Linked DNA regions of Triticum aestivum: region 2 is linked to region 1. The links are chromatin contacts, called in public Hi-C maps. All regions are on one chromosome and are shown on one strand. The core of a region is the stretch at or near the end of the contact, and the rest is flanking DNA. Distances in the headings are between cores, read along the strand shown.

Region 1 (4,498 bases), core at 1,293-3,792:
GGACAATGATCGAGCTATATCTTCATAATCTCATGGGCTATGTGATAACATCCACTGCTGCCGCCATGCCGGTTATTCCTGTGCCCACCTTCATGATAACAATCATCTCGGTTCGGCGCAATACGAGTGCACCCCACCATGGACGCCGACGCCGGGTTCAGGCCATGCTTTACCACGTGGAGTACGTCGTCGGCAACCCCAACCTGGTACAAAATGTTTCAGATCATGCTTGACTCGAGCACAATCGCTTCATCCATCATGGTATTGGAGACCAAGTTATAGTGATGTTCTTAATATGACGTCATGATAAGGCCTCCTTTGGTTTGGAGGAATTTCATAAGAATTCTAGAGGATAGGATTCTTATAGGATTTTTTCCGTTAGAGCCCTTTGGTTCATAGGAATGGATTCCTATTCCTACGTAGGATTGGTTCCTATCCTTCACATTTTATAGGAAAATAAAAAAGAGCCTAGACTCAATGGAAAAATTCCTTTGGTGTCAACCAAATGACATCTTGTTTTCTATTCCTACTCATATGATTTGAGATACATGTCATCTCATTTCCTACAAGATTCCTATTCCTATGATAATCTTATCCTATGAACCAAAAGAGGCCTAAAATGAAACCTCGTTTCAACCCCTTAGGATCCGCTCCTGTTGCGCCGCGCAAAGCATTCGGCCTCCGTTAGAAAAAACATGTGCTTAATCCATCCTTCTTTGGATTCAGTTTTCCAGAAATTGATGGTAAGGGTAATAATCGCTGTTGCAAACACGTTGGAACTTGCACCGTCTCGCCACGTACGTTCTGCCTTCTATCCCACTACATGTACCATGTCGCGACTGCCACCATTTGCCGCAACCCAACATGTCCGAAAACAAGAGACACTTAGGGCGTGTTCGGCAATGACCCAGCTTCACAGAACTCCGGGGAATCAACTTCTCCTCCTCGCTTCTCACTCCAAGTAGCGAACCCAGGAACGTTCGGGAGCCAGCGACAGCTTCTCGCGGAGCTGCAGCCCAGCTGGAGGGCAGTGGCCTGTTAGGAGTGCGTTGGGCCGCTGGATGCAGCCCATTTCGAGGGAGAGAAGAGAGATTGTGTACCAAATCGTTTTTCTTACGAGGAACCAGCAAATCGTTTTCTTTAGCGGTGGCAGATCGTCGGTAATATCATCCAACTCTCGCTTTTCCTTTCGGTGGAGCTGGGCTTTCGTTGCTTCTCATTTTTGCACTATGGGATCCCTCGGCTTCTCGTTTCCAGCTTCTATGAGCTAAACCGTTCGGTACTGCTTCACTCGAGGATTTTGAGAAGATAGAAGCTGGAGGAGATCAGAACAGGCCCTTAGGCAATGAATATGGGGCTCCAGAGTCTAAGACAGGCTTGCACCGCTCTATCCACTGTAACACACTGTTTATGTATCGATGACCTCATCCGCTCACATTTCTAAAACTTCCTTTTCCCTCGGACATAGGAAAATGGTAATGTAAACATGTATGGATGATCTCATCCGATCACATTTCCAAAACTTCCTCCCCCCTCGGACATGGGAAGATGGTAATGTTTAGTATCCTCAACCCCACATTCACAAGTTGGACACTGAGCACTAACCTTGACATGACGATTCGCCAAAACAATCGAAGGGGAAGGTTACCATATGGGAGAGACTTCCGTAAAAAGAAGATACCTTCACTCCAATGGAATAGTAAGGTCACATACTCTTTCTGTACCCGGGTTAACATTGATGAGGAGGATGTGGAGAGGACGACGAGGGACTCGGCTAGTGAGGAAGTGTTGATGAATTAGATCTTGATTCCAAGTGCCTCGGCCTGTGAGCAATTCAGAGACCCGACACATCCTGTATCTTCCTTGGGGTGACATGGGTTTGTATGACGGGGGACTCGGCAATCATGGATCGCTCCAAATATGAATGCTCCGACCATTGCCGACCCTCGAAATCAGCCCATTCTTCAAGACCTCTAGACCGTAGGTGATCACCTGCCAAGTTGATGAAGCATTACCTACAAACATTGTATCTCCCAGACAACCATTCCCACACCTAACCAAGTCTCAAAATATGTAACACATGGGGTTGTTTGGTTCTTACCCAAGCTGCCAAATCATGGGCGCACCAAAAAATATTGACGGGCAATTCGGCCACCTCGTCTCTCTAGTGAATTGACGAAAAATAGAGGGGAAAAACTGAAATAAGTTGACATGCCAAAACTTTGAAATCCATCGAGAAAAGACGTAAAGTCTCAAGTCAACGTTAATATTTTGGCTGGGCAGACGAGGGCTCCTATCCGAAGAGCCCCATGGTACTCTGCCAAGCACAAGCTCTTTGTTGACAAAGATCACCAGATAAGGAAAAGATTTCAGGCAGCTGACGTGTCACCATTTGAGTACTACCAACAGTTCTAGGTCACCACACGAACAAAATAAGAACAGTTGTGGGTCACTGACAGCCCGGCCGGTGACGGCAACGCTGAAGCGCATCTGCGCATGGCAGGCCGAGCATTGTACTGTACATGGGCGGGCAAAACGCTCGAGAGTTAAGACCGAGCCGGCCCAACCCAACCGAGGAACCCCAGGGCCATTCAGACGTCACCCCGCACGCCACGCACAAGCGACGACCCCTTCCTCCTCTTCCGCCCTAGGGTTCCGGCCATGGCGCACGGCGGCCAGCCCCGCCGCGCCCCGGCCGCACGCCGCCCCAAGCCTTCGGCGTCTGCCCCCGCCCCCGACCGGAAGCGGAAGCGCGCCGCCACCTTCAAGACCGCTACGCTCAAGAACCAGATCCGCTCCACCGAGCGCCTCCTCCGCAAGGTACTGGGGCTCTCCCCGCCCGCCTGTGGCTGGCTACCTTCCAGCAGCCGCGTCTTGTGGACTGGTGATGCTTGTTATGAGTCCAGCAGTGCTTGCTTGGGCTTCGTTGATTAAAAATATGGCTCGATTAGTGTCGATTGCCAGTTGCTAGTGTAGGGATTGCAGTCATTGATGGTTCTCTGGTGCCTCATTTTGCTTGCGGTTGGCTGTGTTTAGTGCCAGCTCTAAGGGTTTCAACTTTCAAGAGGGTTAGTGCTGTAGCTGGCTTGATGATGCTTGCTTTGGTACTGGTATATGTCCAATGTTGCTTCAAAACCGTATTATCTGATGCTGTGTAGGAAGCCTTAGCTAGATACATCTGAAAATTTTCAGGAATAACATGTGATTGCTGTTCTCTATTTGGGAGTACAGTCTTGGACTCTAGATCAATGATGAGCGGTTTATTTATCCTAGCTTAGCAGGTCGCCCTAATTTTCTGAATAACAAGCTTAGCAGTTTATTTATTCAGAAGTGCAGATAAAACAGGACAGTTTAGGAATACTAATAAGGTGATAGAAACATGAAAATGCAGTGTAAATATGATCTTAGTTTTCTTCTGCCACTGCAACTTCAATCTGAAGCCGCCAAAGAGTATGCCCTGTCACGTTTGGGCATGATCTGCCCCCCTTATTGGAAATCAAGCAAATGCACTTTGACTCTGTTGTAGCTTCCTTTGTATTCCTGAGTACAATACTTGCATCTGAATCGTGCAATTCCTCCACCTCCTGCACCTCCTTCTAAGACGTCCACGTGATTCCACAAAGGCCTGTTACATATATATATTTTCCGGCACATCCTAAAACAGCGCGAGGCATATACAACATTAGACAATGAGAAGACCAACTTCAGCAGGCAAAGAACTGAAAGGGTCAAGTCTCAACTGACCATGGCCAAGAAAAATGTTGTCTATCTGGTCGGAGCCTGGGAGTAAATGAAGGAGAAAAAGGCGGCGCTCAAACCCGTTGGGTGGCGCAGTGGCTAGCTCTTTTTTCTCCAGTGCAGCGACAGATGGGCGGAGAGGGAGCACTGGAGGCTGGCCTCCTTCCTCGCGTGGAGGGCTGGAGGCGCTTAGGTCAAGGGGGAGGGATTAGGGGTGCCGGAGCTCAAAATGGTGGAATCAGTGATGGTTCTCAGATGCGGGGAGGGAGCACCGGAGGCTGGCCTTCTTCATCCTTGCTGGTGTGGCGGTGATCAGGTAGGGCCAGTGCGGCGGCTCTCTGGTGGGCATGGGGGCCAGCGGGGTGTTCTGTATATGGATGGAGTGTAGGGTTTTTACGTATTCTGGAAAGGTATCCCAGTTTTTTTTTTTTGGAAAAATAGAAATTCCTTTGACACGTATGAGATACATATTTGTGCATATCTGAATGTATCCGAGTATCTGGGCCTGATACACTGGTTTTGGGCCATATCCATGTTTCCAGACCTGGCATGCACGATGTCTAATGTACATACATATGTTTTGATTCACACTAATCCAAATTAAAGAATACATGCTCAAAGCTTTTCCAAAATGACAAGTTCTGGCAGACTTGGGGCCTCTTCATATGTATCTGGTGCCATTTTGCAGAACACATCTTAGCCTTAGCCCTTCATACATTTGAGCCCTGTATTGAGATGTTTCATATTTTATCTACAGGAC
Region 2 (4,880 bases), core at 989-3,488, 220 kb after region 1:
ATATCCCTAACAGTTACTACTTGCTTGACCGCTACTCCACATCGCAGAAAGAATTTAGTGCAAGAAAAGTAAGAGTCAGAATGAGAACAAACCTGGTCCCTCAAAACATACTTTTCGATATTCCTACACATTCCTGGGGCCCATTGTGTAGGCACCGCACTTCCTTCACTCTTCTGTAAAATATATACTACTTATGTAAATAGTTCAATTAAGCTAACAACCCAACTAAGACTTAAGTAACCAGAGGAAAGACTGCAGACTGAAAAATAAGTAATGCATGGATGGAAAAACAGTAATTTCAAGAACCAACTTTCGAACAGATTCTGCTTTGTACCTGCCGGGGCATCATATGAAGACAAGGAGAGAGCACAACAAATTTCCGTGGGAATACACTGAGCTCCCCTCTATTGCTTTTTCCTGATGATTAACACGTGAGAATTCCAAGTCATCAGACACAGTTCAACAGCAAAAAGAAACAACCTACATGTATAATTTTGTTAAAGAAAAAGTTAAACAAACCAGCTACAGATATAAGCTATATATACAAATTACAAAAAAAACTATCAATCATAAAAAATACACACTTATTTACTATTTTATAAAGAAAAATAAATTAAAACCACTCTGTCTGATAAAACAAGGTTTGTCCAACCAAGTATGAAATCAGACTGCAAACACAAATGACTGAACTGGCGATGCAGCAGCGTGTTTAAGTAGCTGATTAAGTAGCAACCATGAAAACTCAAAAGCCAAGAACTGGTATGGTTCTTTCAAAGTTAAAATTTGGATGTGGATGTTATAATCAATTAAGTTGCAAGCAAAGCTAACATACCTGGAATTCCACATATACCAACAATATCCCCTCGCTTCACACCAGAATGGAAACTAGAGAATTCAGTATCTTCCAACTCCGAGGTCCTATTAATGGGTAAAAATGTGAGAATGGAAGTCTATACATTTCATGAGATCGGTACTGATAGCAAAATAGACAGGCTGAAAAGTGGCAAGCCATCCAAACAGACACCATAAAGTTTACCTGGCATCAGCCATTACTTGAACCTTCACGCCATCACCATAAAGATCATAAAATAAGAGCTTAGAAGATGATGTTCTCTTGTTCATGATCCTCCCTTTGAAAAACAAAAGCCACAGATCAAAACCATGTCTAATCTCAAATAATACTCCCCAGGGCAATGGAACAATATATACCTGCTAGACACTCTGTAACATCAGCAAGCTTCTCCCCCTCATTAAGGCCCTTGTATTTCTCAATATATCCAGGCACAGAGATGCTAGCTAGGAACTTATGCGGATAGGGGTTGGCACCCCCGGCCTTGAGTGCATCAAGGGTCCTGAGCCTGTTCTCGTAATATTGCTGCAGCAAGAAACACATTGGTCAGAACATCCCGCAAAGGGAAAGAACGCAATTCAGCTAATAGTACGCCAGCAAGAAAGCGGCACCAGTATGACATACAGTAGGATCCATGTCCTCATCATCGGCCGCCGCAGCCGCCTGCTGGGGCGCTCCACCGGCCGCCGCCGCAGCAGCCGCCTACAACAATTAAAAGACACAACACACGGAGATATTAGTGTTTCAGCAAACAAGAAGGGAGCTCTCTCTCAGAGCCCAGCCGCAGAACTGCATCAGAAAAGTAGCACGAGAGAAAAAAGGGTCAGCATCACACCTTGTTCTTCTTCTCTTCCTCCTTGAGCCGGCGCTGCTCCTCCTGCTTCCTCCTCTTCTCCTCTTTCTTCTGGGCGCTGCAAGCCAACAACAACAGCCAACAATCAAGAGCCGGAGCACAACAAACAAGCAAGCAAGAGCAGACGACGACGCGCGCGAAACGGAGGATAATAAGAAGAAGCGAGGAAGGGGGCGCACTTCTTCGAGACCCTCGGCTCCTCGCCGCCGCCACCGTCCGCGGCGATCTCCGCCCCCGCGAGCCTCTCCGCCAGGCCGTCGGCGCCGCCCTCGCCGTCCGCCATGCCGCGCCGGGTGCTAGGGTTTCGCCGAGGGGGAGGGGGAGACACGGATGGGATTGCGGAGTGCAGAGCAAAGCGGAGGCGCGGCGGAGGGGGCCGAGGGGGTTTTAGCTAGGGTTGTTGCTTGGCTCCTGCGCTGCTGCTGCGGTGGGCCCGCATGGGCCTGGTGCGCGTAAGTTTTTCTGACGGGCCGGGCTGGTGTAAGTGGGCCGAGCCCACGTTCCGTCGCTTCTCTCTGTTTTCCTCCTGCTGTGGGGTGGGACCGGAGGCGGCTGGGCTTAGGCGAAGTCATCCGAGGAGCGGCGGCCATGGAGGAGCGGAGAGGAGGCGGCGGCGGGGGCCGGGGCTCCGGCAAGGGGCCGGCGGCGGGGAAGATGATGTCGCTCAACGAGTTCGTCTCCTCCATGGCGCCCCTCATCGACCTGGAGAAGGTTTGCTCCCCGGCTCCGGCCCTTCCCCTCCCTGTTGTTTCGATGTTGGAATGGGCTGCGATGATGAGCTGCTGCTGCGGCTTGGTGCGCAGGCGGCGGAGATATCGGCGGAGTCGGAGGCGAGCTCCAAGAGGAAGGAGAGGCGGGGGTCCGTCATGCCCAACCTCAAGTGCACCGACGCCCAGGTAGGTCGGAGGTTAATTTGGCTGGCTCCATTGCTGACTCGAGTGGTGCGCAGGTTTGGTTGGCGCTAATCTTGCTTGCTCTGTGTTACCTTTCGTGGGTAGAGTAGACGGGGCTGATGGGGAAGACGCTCCTGGAGTTCCAGCCCAACAAGGGCGACGTGCTTCCACCTCACAAGGTGAGCTTGCTTGTACTTTCCCCTCTTCTCAGTTTGGCTGCTTGCGAGGGTACGATTTCTGCAACTCTGGTTAGAAACTATTGCTGAAAATGTGGTCTGGATCGCTTACCGTCGTACATATGCTGTGCAAATCGTCTCTTATATGCCTTTATTATGCCACTTGAGTAGTGTAATCTATCTATGCATGAGCATGCAATGTTATTAATCGCTGAAATGTCTAATCAAATACTTGCATAGTTGCACTTGTCAAGTTCATTACGAATCACATCTCCGGGACTTTTTTGGGGTTAGCACTCTGTTTCTTTTGCTAGCTGCACTGATCTTGCTTGTTTATGTCCCCTCCCCTCCGCTGTTCTAGTTTGGGACGCACGACGTGGTTGCCCTCAAGCCAAACAAAGCAGATGCTGGATCCCCTGCACTTGGGCAAGGTGTAGTTTATCGCTTGAAGGTATCTTGCTCTGAACCAAGGGTTGTTGGCTATCTAAGTCTTTGCATTGTAGTAGGCATACTGATTGCAGTGTTGTGTCTGAACAAACAGGATTCTTCCATTACCGTCGTTTTTGATGATATTCCTGAAGATGGATTAAATAGCCCTCTCCGTCTTGAGAAGCTTGCGAATGAGGTACTCCAAAAAAAATCCGCATGGTTTCTGTCTAGAATTTCACAAGCACAGCATATTTTTCACCTAGCACCTCTTTGTTTTTTAATCCATGATCCATTATTTTTTACTTGCACACCAGCATTATCATACCGTTTATTAATCCCTCTTGTAGGTTACTTACCGCAGGATGAAGGATGCATTAATTCAACTTAGCAAGGGCATCCAAGCAGGACCTTCCGCAAACCTTGTTCCTGTGTTATTTGGAGAGAACTCACCTATGCGTTCCAAGGATGCCGTGAAGTTCAGTCCATTTAATAAGAATTTGGACGACTCGCAGGTTAGACTTTAAAAAAAAAAATCTTCTGTGTTGCTGCCTATGTTCCATTTCAGTTCTGGCCCACCCAATTTGAGTAGATAAAAAAGAATATGCTATTAGGACCTACTGGTGTTCATGAGAAGTCTAGAACAGTTAGGTTTAACATCTAATTTGCTAATGTTGCTATCATATGCTTAATTGCATTACATGAAGTAAATCATATATGAGGCAATGATTTGGTTCCTTATCATTATAAAGAAGGGAATCTGTTTTTTTGTATAATCAATCTTGTGGTGAAAGCTGCAAACTGACCCACACCCAAATGGGACCCAACTTGCAACTCTGGGATGCATTTCGTAATGTTCCACATCATAACACCACAAAGAATGCTGTTAGGCTTTGGTACCTGCCTTGTAGGAGTGCCAGAGAGAAAGCTTTTAGTGAATTGATTGTTGGAGTATTGAAATACTATTGTACATCTATGCTATACTTGAGAACTAAAGTAGCTGATGCCTCCTGATGGGCAAACTGGATAACTCATCTTGATAGGTTCTCTTACATAGTTTGTTTGTGCTCTTGAAGCAGCGCACAGGTCAATCTAGTTCTAGTATATAATTTTTTCAACATCCTTGTTTGGATCTGTAGTTACATTTGTTTAACACTACAACAACAACAGGGCCTTTAGTCCCAAACAAGTTGGGGTAGGCACGTTTGTTTAACACTAAATCAAAAATATTGCAATGAATGTTTTTTGCTTTTTATGACATGCCTTTGATTTTTTTACACTTGTCTTCATGTACCAGTGTCAGCAAGCATTATAAAATTAAACATCTGTTATAAATTTACAACTGTAGGCATGCAAAGTCAATTGTTCTATGAAATATAGAGAAATGTAACATATTTCTTGTGTAGAAAGATGCTATCTCGAAGGCCCTCAGATCAAGGGATGCTTTTTTGCTTCATGGACCTCCTGGAACTGGGAAGACAACAACCATCATTGAGATAATATTGCAGGAGGTCAAGCGTGGAGCGAAAATTCTTGCTTGTGCTGCTTCCAACATTGCTGTCGATAACATTGTTGAGCGACTCTCACAGTACAGGTTGCTAAAAAAAAGTGTAACATATATTTTTTGCTTCCATCATTCTTCCCATAGTTTCTGTGGAGAAAATGTTATAATCATATATGTA

Evidence for each region. Hi-C and Micro-C count contacts between places; a contact is called where the count stands out from the background.
Region 2: a contact with region 1 is called in a Hi-C map of leaf, with 8 times the contacts expected there. The contact joins the promoter of LOC123105424 here to the promoter of LOC123105423 in region 1. A contact is called at or near these places in 2 of 5 Hi-C or Micro-C datasets (both in leaf) and 1 of 1 datasets of contacts at active chromatin or transcription factors (leaf).

What each region holds. Positions count from the first base shown.
Region 1 is chr5A:624,407,388-624,411,885 of IWGSC CS RefSeq v2.1, forward strand. LOC123105423 (rRNA-processing protein efg1) reads left to right here and starts at 2,543. Exons shown (of 8, transcript XM_044527482.1): 1 at 2,543-2,820; 2 at 4,496-4,498. The coding sequence starts at 2,662.
Region 2 is chr5A:624,628,700-624,633,579 of IWGSC CS RefSeq v2.1, forward strand. It overlaps LOC123105424 (DNA-binding protein SMUBP-2), which reads left to right and starts at 2,239. Exons shown (of 15, transcript XM_044527483.1): 1 at 2,239-2,414; 2 at 2,507-2,599; 3 at 2,707-2,775; 4 at 3,134-3,223; 5 at 3,314-3,397; 6 at 3,549-3,713; 7 at 4,605-4,792. The coding sequence starts at 2,292. It overlaps LOC123105426 (lysine--tRNA ligase), which reads right to left and starts at 2,070. Exons shown (of 17, transcript XM_044527486.1): 1 at 1,883-2,070; 2 at 1,686-1,761; 3 at 1,475-1,552; 4 at 1,210-1,375; 5 at 1,037-1,130; 6 at 833-918; 7 at 335-417; 8 at 93-173. The coding sequence starts at 1,986.